3 separate regions of the Mus musculus genome follow, and regions 2 and 3 are each linked to region 1. The links are chromatin contacts, called in public Hi-C and HiChIP or PLAC-seq maps. All regions are on one chromosome and are shown on one strand. Each heading gives the region's core, a stretch centred on a gene start, on an enhancer-like site or on the middle of the called end of the contact. The rest is flanking DNA. Distances are from core to core; before and after follow the strand shown.

The links. Hi-C and Micro-C count contacts between places; a contact is called where the count stands out from the background. HiChIP or PLAC-seq counts read pairs in DNA pulled down with a chosen protein or histone mark.
Region 2: a contact with region 1 is called in a Hi-C map of bone marrow-derived macrophages, with 25 read pairs. The contact joins two enhancer-like sites. A contact is called at or near these places in 1 of 484 Hi-C or Micro-C datasets (bone marrow-derived macrophages) and 2 of 115 datasets of contacts at active chromatin or transcription factors (embryonic stem cells and intestinal crypt epithelium).
Region 3: a contact with region 1 is called in an H3K4me3 HiChIP or PLAC-seq map of bone marrow-derived macrophages, with 3 times the contacts expected there. The contact joins the promoter of Smg8 here to the enhancer-like site in region 1. A contact is called at or near these places in 16 of 39 promoter capture datasets (the 3T3-L1 cell line, 3T3-L1-derived adipocytes, the C10 cell line and 9 more), 1 of 15 datasets of contacts at CTCF or cohesin (the NIH/3T3 cell line), 16 of 484 Hi-C or Micro-C datasets (the Ba/F3 cell line, the G1E-ER4 cell line, the HL-1 cell line and 11 more), 13 of 115 datasets of contacts at active chromatin or transcription factors (the 230-238 cell line, the SCID.adh cell line, T-cell acute lymphoblastic leukemia and 9 more) and 4 of 9 other capture datasets (adipose tissue, liver, macrophages and 1 more).

Annotation. Positions count from the first base shown.
Region 1 is chr11:86,892,880-86,895,664 of GRCm38.p6, reverse strand. No RefSeq gene overlaps it. Among named protein-coding and RNA genes, the nearest start is that of Gm33742, 26 kb to the right of the region's middle. Within about 2 kb of position 1,379, at least 152 of the 459 cell types and tissues checked have an H3K27ac peak or open chromatin away from gene starts, as enhancers often do. A contact at or near this core is called in the Ba/F3 cell line, the G1E-ER4 cell line, the N1E-115 cell line and 10 more, where this site is marked.
Region 2 is chr11:87,038,116-87,040,985 of GRCm38.p6, reverse strand. The region is part of intron 7 of Gdpd1 (glycerophosphodiester phosphodiesterase domain containing 1); the gene reads left to right. Among named protein-coding and RNA genes, the nearest start is that of Gdpd1, 35 kb to the left of the region's middle. Within about 2 kb of position 1,470, at least 57 of the 459 cell types and tissues checked have an H3K27ac peak or open chromatin away from gene starts, as enhancers often do. A contact at or near this core is called in bone marrow-derived macrophages, where this site is marked.
Region 3 is chr11:87,085,270-87,088,062 of GRCm38.p6, reverse strand. It overlaps Smg8 (smg-8 homolog, nonsense mediated mRNA decay factor (C. elegans)), which reads left to right and starts at 1,286. Exons shown (of 4, transcript NM_024262.1): 1 at 1,286-2,793. The coding sequence starts at 1,310.

The DNA of each region.
Region 1 (2,785 bases), core at 130-2,629:
GAGTTGTTTTCTAGGGAAATTTCCCTTCTGAGGCCAGAGCCTTCAAGCCAATGCTACCTTATAATAAGGCCTTTCTTTGCTTTGATCACTGACCTGTCCCCTAAATTAGTTGAAGTCTGAGAACACGGTTTTGTTACGGGGGCAGTTGTTTGAGCCTGTGTTTAAATTCTAGGAATACATTTGGTTTTACTAATGTCATTTGAGAGGACTGGTGAGTTATTTTGGGTGTGCATGGCCCGGCCCTGTAATGCTAGGCCACTCTTGATAAGAGGCACGATTGTACCAGCTAGTTCCCTAAAAAGGCTTGCATTCCATTCAGCATGGAGCGCTGAGGCTGCAGACTCCCGCTATCTGGACTATAGGCTCTCACGTTTCTCCCAAGTGGATAGGTAGCTGGAGGCAGAAAGAAAGCTTGTTTTTCTTTACCCGTGTCCCATAAGCCCACTCTACCACGTGCAAAGATTCTCCCCCTAGTTTCACACTAGAAACTAGGAAAAATCAAATTAGTCCCCCAACTCCCTACCCCAGAGACAGGCTATCATGTAGCCCAAGCTGACCTTGAATTTGCTGCATAGCCAACTATGTAGATGAGGCTGGCTTTGAACTTCTAACCTCCTACCTCCACCTCCCTAGGGATGATTCCAGACCTATGTCACCATGCCTGGCTCAAGTTAATAGTACTTTAGTTATACCAAGTAGACGTCCATTAATACTTTGAAACCAGAGGACAGACATATACTCGGCTGGCACTAGTGAAGCCATACCCACACTGGAATGGGTTCCCAGCACAGAACCAACAGGAGGGCAGGCCAATGTCTGGGCTTCGGATGGCTTGCCTTTAAGATCGAGGTGTCGTGTGGCATTCATTTAAGCTCAGCCCTTGGAGGCAGAAGCAATGAGATCCGTCATTTAAGGTCATTCCTGATCACAGAGGGAGTCTGAGGCCAGCCTGGGCTACATGAGATGCTATCTCAAAGAAACAAAAAACAAAACTAGAGAGAGGGAAAAAAACATTAAAATAAAAGTTAAAATCTAGATGTCAGGGTGAAAATATTCTATTGGGCCTAAGGTCTGCCGTAGAATCTTCTACCAGAGGAAGCAGACACCCGCGTGCCCCAGCTGGCTGCCAGACAGCACGGTGTCACGGGGAGTCTTGGCTGACTCACTTTTCGCTGGTCTCAGCCCAAATGCCTGCCCTGATATGGTTCTAGGTTATCCCTTCCTAGAAAATTCGGTGCCTCACTTTGGCCCATCCGTTGTGGAAAGACCTGGAAAGACGTGCCCTGTGCTGCCACCTAACGGCTGCTCCCAGTCAAGGCAGGGCTTCTCCCGCTGTTCTCGGCGGCACTGTACAGCCCCTCTCTGCCCATCCTACCTGCTTTGAGAGGCTCGCAAAGGGAGGAGCGCTCTTCCAGGTGCGCTCATTTCAGGGCACCAGGGCTGTGACTAAGACTGGCAAGTCGTCTTAAACTTCGCCACGTCCCGGTTGTTATTTCCTGTCTGTTCCCCCGCCGTGATTAACGGTAAAACTCTGAAGGCAGAGGGGGACCAACGTGCTTGTTTACTGAGAGAGGAAGGAAGCGGGGGGAGCTGGGAAGAAGGTACCCTAGGTTTAAGGGAAATAACAGCCTGGCAATGAGGTGGGCGGATGGAGCTGATGGGAAGGGAGGCTTGTTAGAAAAAGGAAAGAGCAGGTGCCAGTCAGATAGCTCTGCCAGCCTTTCCAGTTTTATCCTTTTAAATAATGATTTGTTTATTTGAGACAGGGTCTCACGCAGCGCAATCAAGCCTTTGTGCCTTGACTCCTCCTCCTCCTCCTCCTCCTCCTCCTCCTCCTCCTCCTCCTCCTCCTCCTCCTCCTCCTCCAAGACAGGGCCTCACTATGTAGCTCTAGAACTCCACTATGTAAACCAGGCTGGCCTGGAAGTCACAGAGATTCTCCTGCCTCGGTGCCCAGCTGCTGAGATTACAGGAATGTGCCACCATACCTGTGTGCACATCTGTTTTCAAGCAGGGAGATGAGACACAGTAGCGTTACCAGCTAGTGCTGGAGGTTAGGGGCCTCGGTAGCACATGACACCCCACCACAGTACAGGATCTTAAGTACAAATGGCTACGGAAAGGCTAGGCATACAGGATACCTGCCTGGGAACAGAAAGGATCAGGATGGAAGGAGCGGTGGATGCTGTGGTGGAGGAGGACACACGGCTCAGCTAAGGAGGCAACAGCTGCGGAGCCATGGGTGGTTATGAGTTTAACGACACCGCGCACCTGCATTACCAGATCTTTCAGTTTCTAAAGAGCTGGGAGTCTGGGTTCTTCCGTGAAGTCTCTTTCTTTTGAAGTGTTGGCAGCTAATGTAGCTTAAAAAGAAAGAAAGGAAAAAAAAAAGAGGCAGCATTCTGTGGGCCAAATAAAACATGTCAGTGAGGCATATTTAGCTCCAAGGCCGACTCCACAAACTTGGATCAAGGGCTATTTGTGTTCTGGAATCGTGACACACTAACAAGACCCTTTCAAGGCATGTGGTCTCAGGCAAGCAAATGCTAGATAACGGGGACGAATGTGTGAAGTGCCTTGGCTCAGACTTATTAGCTGGGATGGTCAGACCTAGATGTCTACAGAGAGCTACTTTGTTAATATGTCACACGCTGCTTAAAAAAAAAAAAAAAAAAAAAAAAACATTGAATGTATTCATCCACTAACCTCAGAAGCAGTTATTGGCTAGACCCAGCAATATAGACCTGTAACCCCAGCTCTTCAGGAGGCTGAGGCAGGAGGATGT
Region 2 (2,870 bases), core at 221-2,720, 150 kb before region 1:
TGAGTTTAAATGAGAAGGGAAGGGGTTCATTAGAAGGAAGAAATGGTTGAAAAGGCATGGGAGAGGGGACCAAAAAGAGTAGTGAGGGGTTAATATCAAAATCAATACACTTCGGAAATCTTTAAAGAATGCACTTTAACAATTTTTAAAGAAATGAATAGATGTAGCAGTGGTGGTGCACGCCTTTGATCCCAGCACTCAGAGGGCAGAGGCGGGCAGATCTCTGAGTTCACGGCTAGCCTTGTCTACAAAGCTAGTTCCAGGTTAGTCAGGGCCACACAGAGAAACCCTGTCTCAAAACACCAAACAGATAAAGGGGGGAGGGGGGAGGGACAGGGGGAAAGAAGGGAGGGAGGGAGGGAGGGAACAGTTTGTGGGACTTGGAATATATTTTAGTGGTAGAGCTAATGAATCCCTGGGTTCAATCTCTCACACAAATATAGAAAAAAGAATTCTGATATCAAAAGCTTCTTAGTAAAATTAGATCCTATTTTCCTTGTGTGTTGGGAGAGCGAGGACAGAGGCTAACCTCTGGCACTGTTTCCCAGGGGCTGATCACCTTTTGAGACAGGATTTCTTACTAGGACCTGGGCCTTGCTGACTAATCTAGGCTGGTTGGCCAGAATGCTCCCGGGGATCCTCCCATCTCTGCCTTCCCAGCAGTGGGGTAACAAAGTGTACATCACCGTGCCCAGTTCATTTATTAGCGTGGGTGCTGGGGATCAGGCCCAGGTCACTGTGCTTGCATAAGCGCTGTGTGATCTGAGCCACCCCCTCAGCCCATCAGCCCCAAGCAAGGTTGATTACAGTTACTAATTGTGTGTGTACACGAGTGTACTCTTGTGTTCCACTGTGGAGGTCAGAAGGCCAACCATCAGCAGCCAGTTCTCTTCCTACCACGAGGGCCGTGGGGACCAGACTCAGGTCATCAGATTTGGCAGCAAGCACCTTGCCGAGCCATCTCAGGGGCCCATTTTAGCTCAGCTCCTGCTCCAAGGCCATTTTCACTGTTTGAATTTTATTTTACCAATTCTCAATTGTATTTGTTAAAAATCTTCATGGACACTTCTTAGATAAAACAACTGAAAATACCTTTTTGCGTGCGCGAGCGCACACACACACACACACACACACACACAGACACCCCTACACCCCTCATTATCGTAGCACAGTTGACTTCAAACTGAAGGCAGTCCTATTACCCAGCCTCTAGAGTGTTGGGATTTCAGGCATGTGCCACCCCCACCCTGCTCAGAAAACACTTGTCTACAAAGAAGCTGTTTTCATTTGTTGTACTCAAAAGAGTCTAACCACTTATTACTGGAGTGTTTAGCTTTTTCTTCCCTAGAGTAGAATACTATGTTCTAGATAGCTCAGTGCTTTCTATAGGGAAGTGAATACTACTGAAATGCAAACAAAGGAAGAACTCTGTGGCATTAGTCTTTCCTCTTAAGAAGTGATTCTGAGGGCTAAAGAGATGGCTTGTGGGTAAGGCACCTGCTATGCAAGCGTGAGGTCTCAAGTCAGATCCCAGCACCCACTGTAAGGCCGGGCACGGCAGTGAGCATTGGTGACCTAAGGGCTGGCAGGGACAGATTTATGATCCCTGGAGCTCAGCCAGCTTAGCTCCTGTGTGAGGACACAGGGGTGGGGGTGGGGGCAGTGGATACGGAAGTTAGGAAAGAAGCAAGAAATGAAGACTATATAGACTGGAAGAAGGTGTTCAGTGTGGATCCTAAATGCCAGGTTGACCTTTCTAAATAAAAAAAAGGTAATTTAAAAGCCCAGAGTCCAGATCTTCAAATATGGAAGCAGGAAGGAAATGTGTGGTAGCCAGAGTATTCACAGCTGTGATCCTAGCACTCAAAAGGATGAAGGTTGCAAGTTCAAGACCAGCTTTTGCTACATTGTGAGAGGGGTAGGGGTGTGCAAAGCATGAGGGAAATTAAAACTGCAAGACTGTCATTACAAGGAAAAGTGTCAGTGGCTCTCGTATGGTGGGTGTAAGCCCAGCACTGAGAAACTGAGTCCGGAGGGCCAAGACCCTGTCTCAAAGAAAACCAGATCAAAATGAAAAACAACAGCAAAAACATTAAACATCTGACTTTTGCCCTAAATAGCTTTTTAAAGACAGGGTCTCACTAGTTAGCCATGACTGGTCTGGAACTCCATCTGTAGACCAGGCTAACCTTAAAATCACAGAGATCCCTCTGTCTCTCCCTAGTGCTGGGACCAAAGATGTGCACCACTATGCCAGACACGTTGCTTCTAATCCACAGAACAGTTTTGGTTTGGTTGCTTGGTTGGTTTTCTGGTTTTTTCTAGACAGAGTTTTTCTATGTAGCCCGGGCTGGCCTGGAACTCACTCTGTAAACCAGACTGGCCTTGAACTCGGAGATCTACCTGCCTGTGCCTCCTCTGAGTGCTGGGATTAAAAGCATGTGTCACCACCACCTGGCTGTTTTTAAATATTTATTTCTTTATGTATAGATATTCAACCTGTATGTAGGTCTGGACACTGCATATGTGTCTGGTACCTATGCAAGCCAAAAGTAGCTATCAGATTCCCTGGAACTGAAATATTTGTGAGCTACCATGTGGGTTCGAGGAACCAAACCTAGGTTCCTGTGAGACTGGCCAGTATTCTTAATCACTGAGCCATCTCCCCATACTTTGGTTGTATTAGGAAATCTACCCCATATTAATTTTTACTAGACAGAACAGAAGGAAAAGCACATGCCAAAACAAAGGATAAGATGTGGTAAGACTAGGGTACCAGGTCTCTGGGAAATTAATTTTTCTTTAGTTTTGTTTAGCTTTGAAAAGTTTTAGTAAAAGTTAGCTTAAAGCCAGTGGAGGCAGAAAAAAAT
Region 3 (2,793 bases), core at 37-2,536, 190 kb before region 1:
CTGGAACTCAGTCTGTTGGCCAGGCTGGCCTCAAATTCAGTTCAGAGATCCACCTGCCTCTGCCTCCCTAGAATTTTCTACAATTCTTTTGTTGATGTTTATCTTTTTGTTTTGAAACAGATTTTTTTATTTTTTGGTTTTTCGAGACAGAGTTTCTCTGTGTAGCTCTGGCTGTCCTGTAGACCAGGTTGGCCTTGAACTCAGAAATCCGCCTGCCTCTGCCTCCGGAGTGCTGGGATTAAAGGAGCGTGCCACCACGACTTACAGTTTTCTTACAGTTCAGACTGGCATTGAATTTGAGACATAGCTCAGGATGATCTTGAACTTCTAATCATTCTGGCACCTCCCAAGTGCTGGGTTTGCAGCATGGGCCACTATACCCAGTTTATACTGGTGCTGAGGATAGAACACAGGACTTCCTGCATACTAGACACGTAGCTCTCCACCTCCACGTCTTCTATTTCTTAAAGATTAATTTTGGAGTGTGTGTGTGTGTGTGTGTGTGTGTGTGTGTGTGTGTGTGTGTTTTGCAGGCCATGGGTGCTGCAAAACAAGAGCTCCTTTTCTCTGTAAGAGCAATATCTGAATGTTGGAATCACAGAAGTGCAACAATGTGTTTGGTGCTCTCGCTCCTCCCTCCTGTCCTTTCTTTTTTGTTTTCTTTTCTTTATGGAGACAGGGTCTTGGTATGTTATCAGGCTAGCACAGCTGCTGTGCTCAAGAATCCTTCTTCCTTGCTGGGTGGTAGTGGTGCATGCTTTTAATCGCAGCATTTAAGAGGTAGAATGGGGGCATGGGGGAGAAAGGAGGAAAGGAAGAAAGGAAGGAAGGAAGGAAGGAAGGAAGTTAGGAAGGAAGGAGAGGGAGAGAGAGAGGAGAGGGAGGGAGGAAAGGAGGAAGGAGGAAGGAAGAAAGAAAGAAAGAAAGAAAGAAAGAAAGAAAGAAAGAAAGAAAAAGAAATTAAGAAATTCTCCTGCCTCAGTCTTCAGAAAAGGTGAGAGTATGATCAACCACCCACGCTGAGCTGTTAGAAGAATCAGTTGGAACTGTTGTGGGTTTTGGCGTATTCTTTAAAACTGAAACGGCAACCAATCTAGCTTTCGATATCTTAAACTCGAGTTGAGTAAACGTAGCGCTAAGACCTTGCAAGGGACACGAAAAGGCAAAGGGGTGGAAGGGAGTGTTGGGGGGAGGGACAGACACCCGGAACTCAAGGACTAACAGGCGGAGGAGGGATTTCACAATAGGACCGGGTGGGTTGGGATCAGCGAGGGACCGGAAGAACGCTAGAGGAAGCTCTTTCTCCGCCATGGCGGGGCCGGTCAGCTTGCGCGAGCTGCTCATGGGGGCGTCGGCCTGGCTGGGCTCTGAGAGTCCTGGAGGCCCCTCCGCTGAAGGCGGGGGAAACGCGGCTGGCACGCCCGAGCCCCCGTGGAGGGAGGATGAGATCTGCGTGGTGGGAATCTTCGGCAAGACGGCTCTGCGCCTCAACTCCGAGAAGTTCTCTCTGGTGAATACTGTGTGCGATCGACAGGTTTTCCCACTCTTTCACCATCAGGATCCTGGAGATCCAGGAACTGGAATCAAGACCAAAGCTGTCTCTGTCGGAGAGGCGGGAGGAGCCGGAGACCCCGGGGCTGCAGCCGGGGATTCACTTCGCGGAGGTATGGCTACGGCGGAAGGTAACCGAGCTGAGCCAGGTCCCCAGGACTTCAGTCTTTTGCAGGCCTATTACAATCAGGAAAGCAAAGTTCTGTATCTTATTCTCACTTCCATCTGTGACAACTCACAGCTTCTGCGTGCTTGTCGGGCCCTCCAGAGCGGTGAAGCCGGAGGGGGCCTCTCTTTACCTCATGCAGAAACACACGAGTTCTGGAAGCATCAGGAGAAGTTACAGTGTCTCAGCCTCCTTTACCTCTTCTCTGTCTGTCATATCTTGCTCCTGGTCCATCCGACGTGTTCCTTTGACATCACTTATGATCGTGTATTCAGAGCCCTGGATGGACTGAGACAGAAAGTACTACCCCTCCTCAAAACAGCCATTAAGGATTGCCCAGTTGGCAAAGACTGGAAGTTAAACTGCCGACCTTGCCCACCTAGACTCCTCTTCCTCTTTCAACTCAATGGGGCCCTTAAGGTGGAACCGCCTCGGAGCCAGGATACAGCTCATCCAGATAAACCCAAGAAGCACTCTCCCAAAAGAAGGCTGCAGCATGCCCTGGAGGACCAGATCTATAGAATCTTTCGCAAGAGTCGAGTCTTGACTAATCAGAGTATCAACTGCCTCTTTACGGTACCTGCCAACCAAGCTTTTGTGTACATAGTCCCCGGAAGCCAGGAGGAGGACCCAATTGGCATGTTGCTGGACCAGCTTAGGAGCCATTGTACCGTGAAAGACCCAGAATCGTTGTTGGTGCCCGCACCCCTTTCTGGACCTAGGCGGTACCAAGCGATGAGACAGCACAGCCGCCAACAGCTCTCCTTCCACATTGATAGCAGCACCTCGAGTTCTTCAGGCCAGCTAGTGGATTTCACTCTTCGAGAATTCCTGTGGCAGCACGTGGAGCTGGTCCTAAGCAAAAAAGGTTTTGATGACAGTGTGGGCAGGAACCCACAGCCTTCCCATTTTGAACTGCCCACTTACCAGAAGTGGATCTCTGCAGCAGCAAAGTTGTATGAAGTGGCTATCGATGGGAAGGAAGAGGACTTGGGCTCCCCCACTGGGGAGCTAACATCTAAGATTTTAAGCAGTATTAAAGTCTTAGAAGGGTTTTTGGATATAGACACAAAATT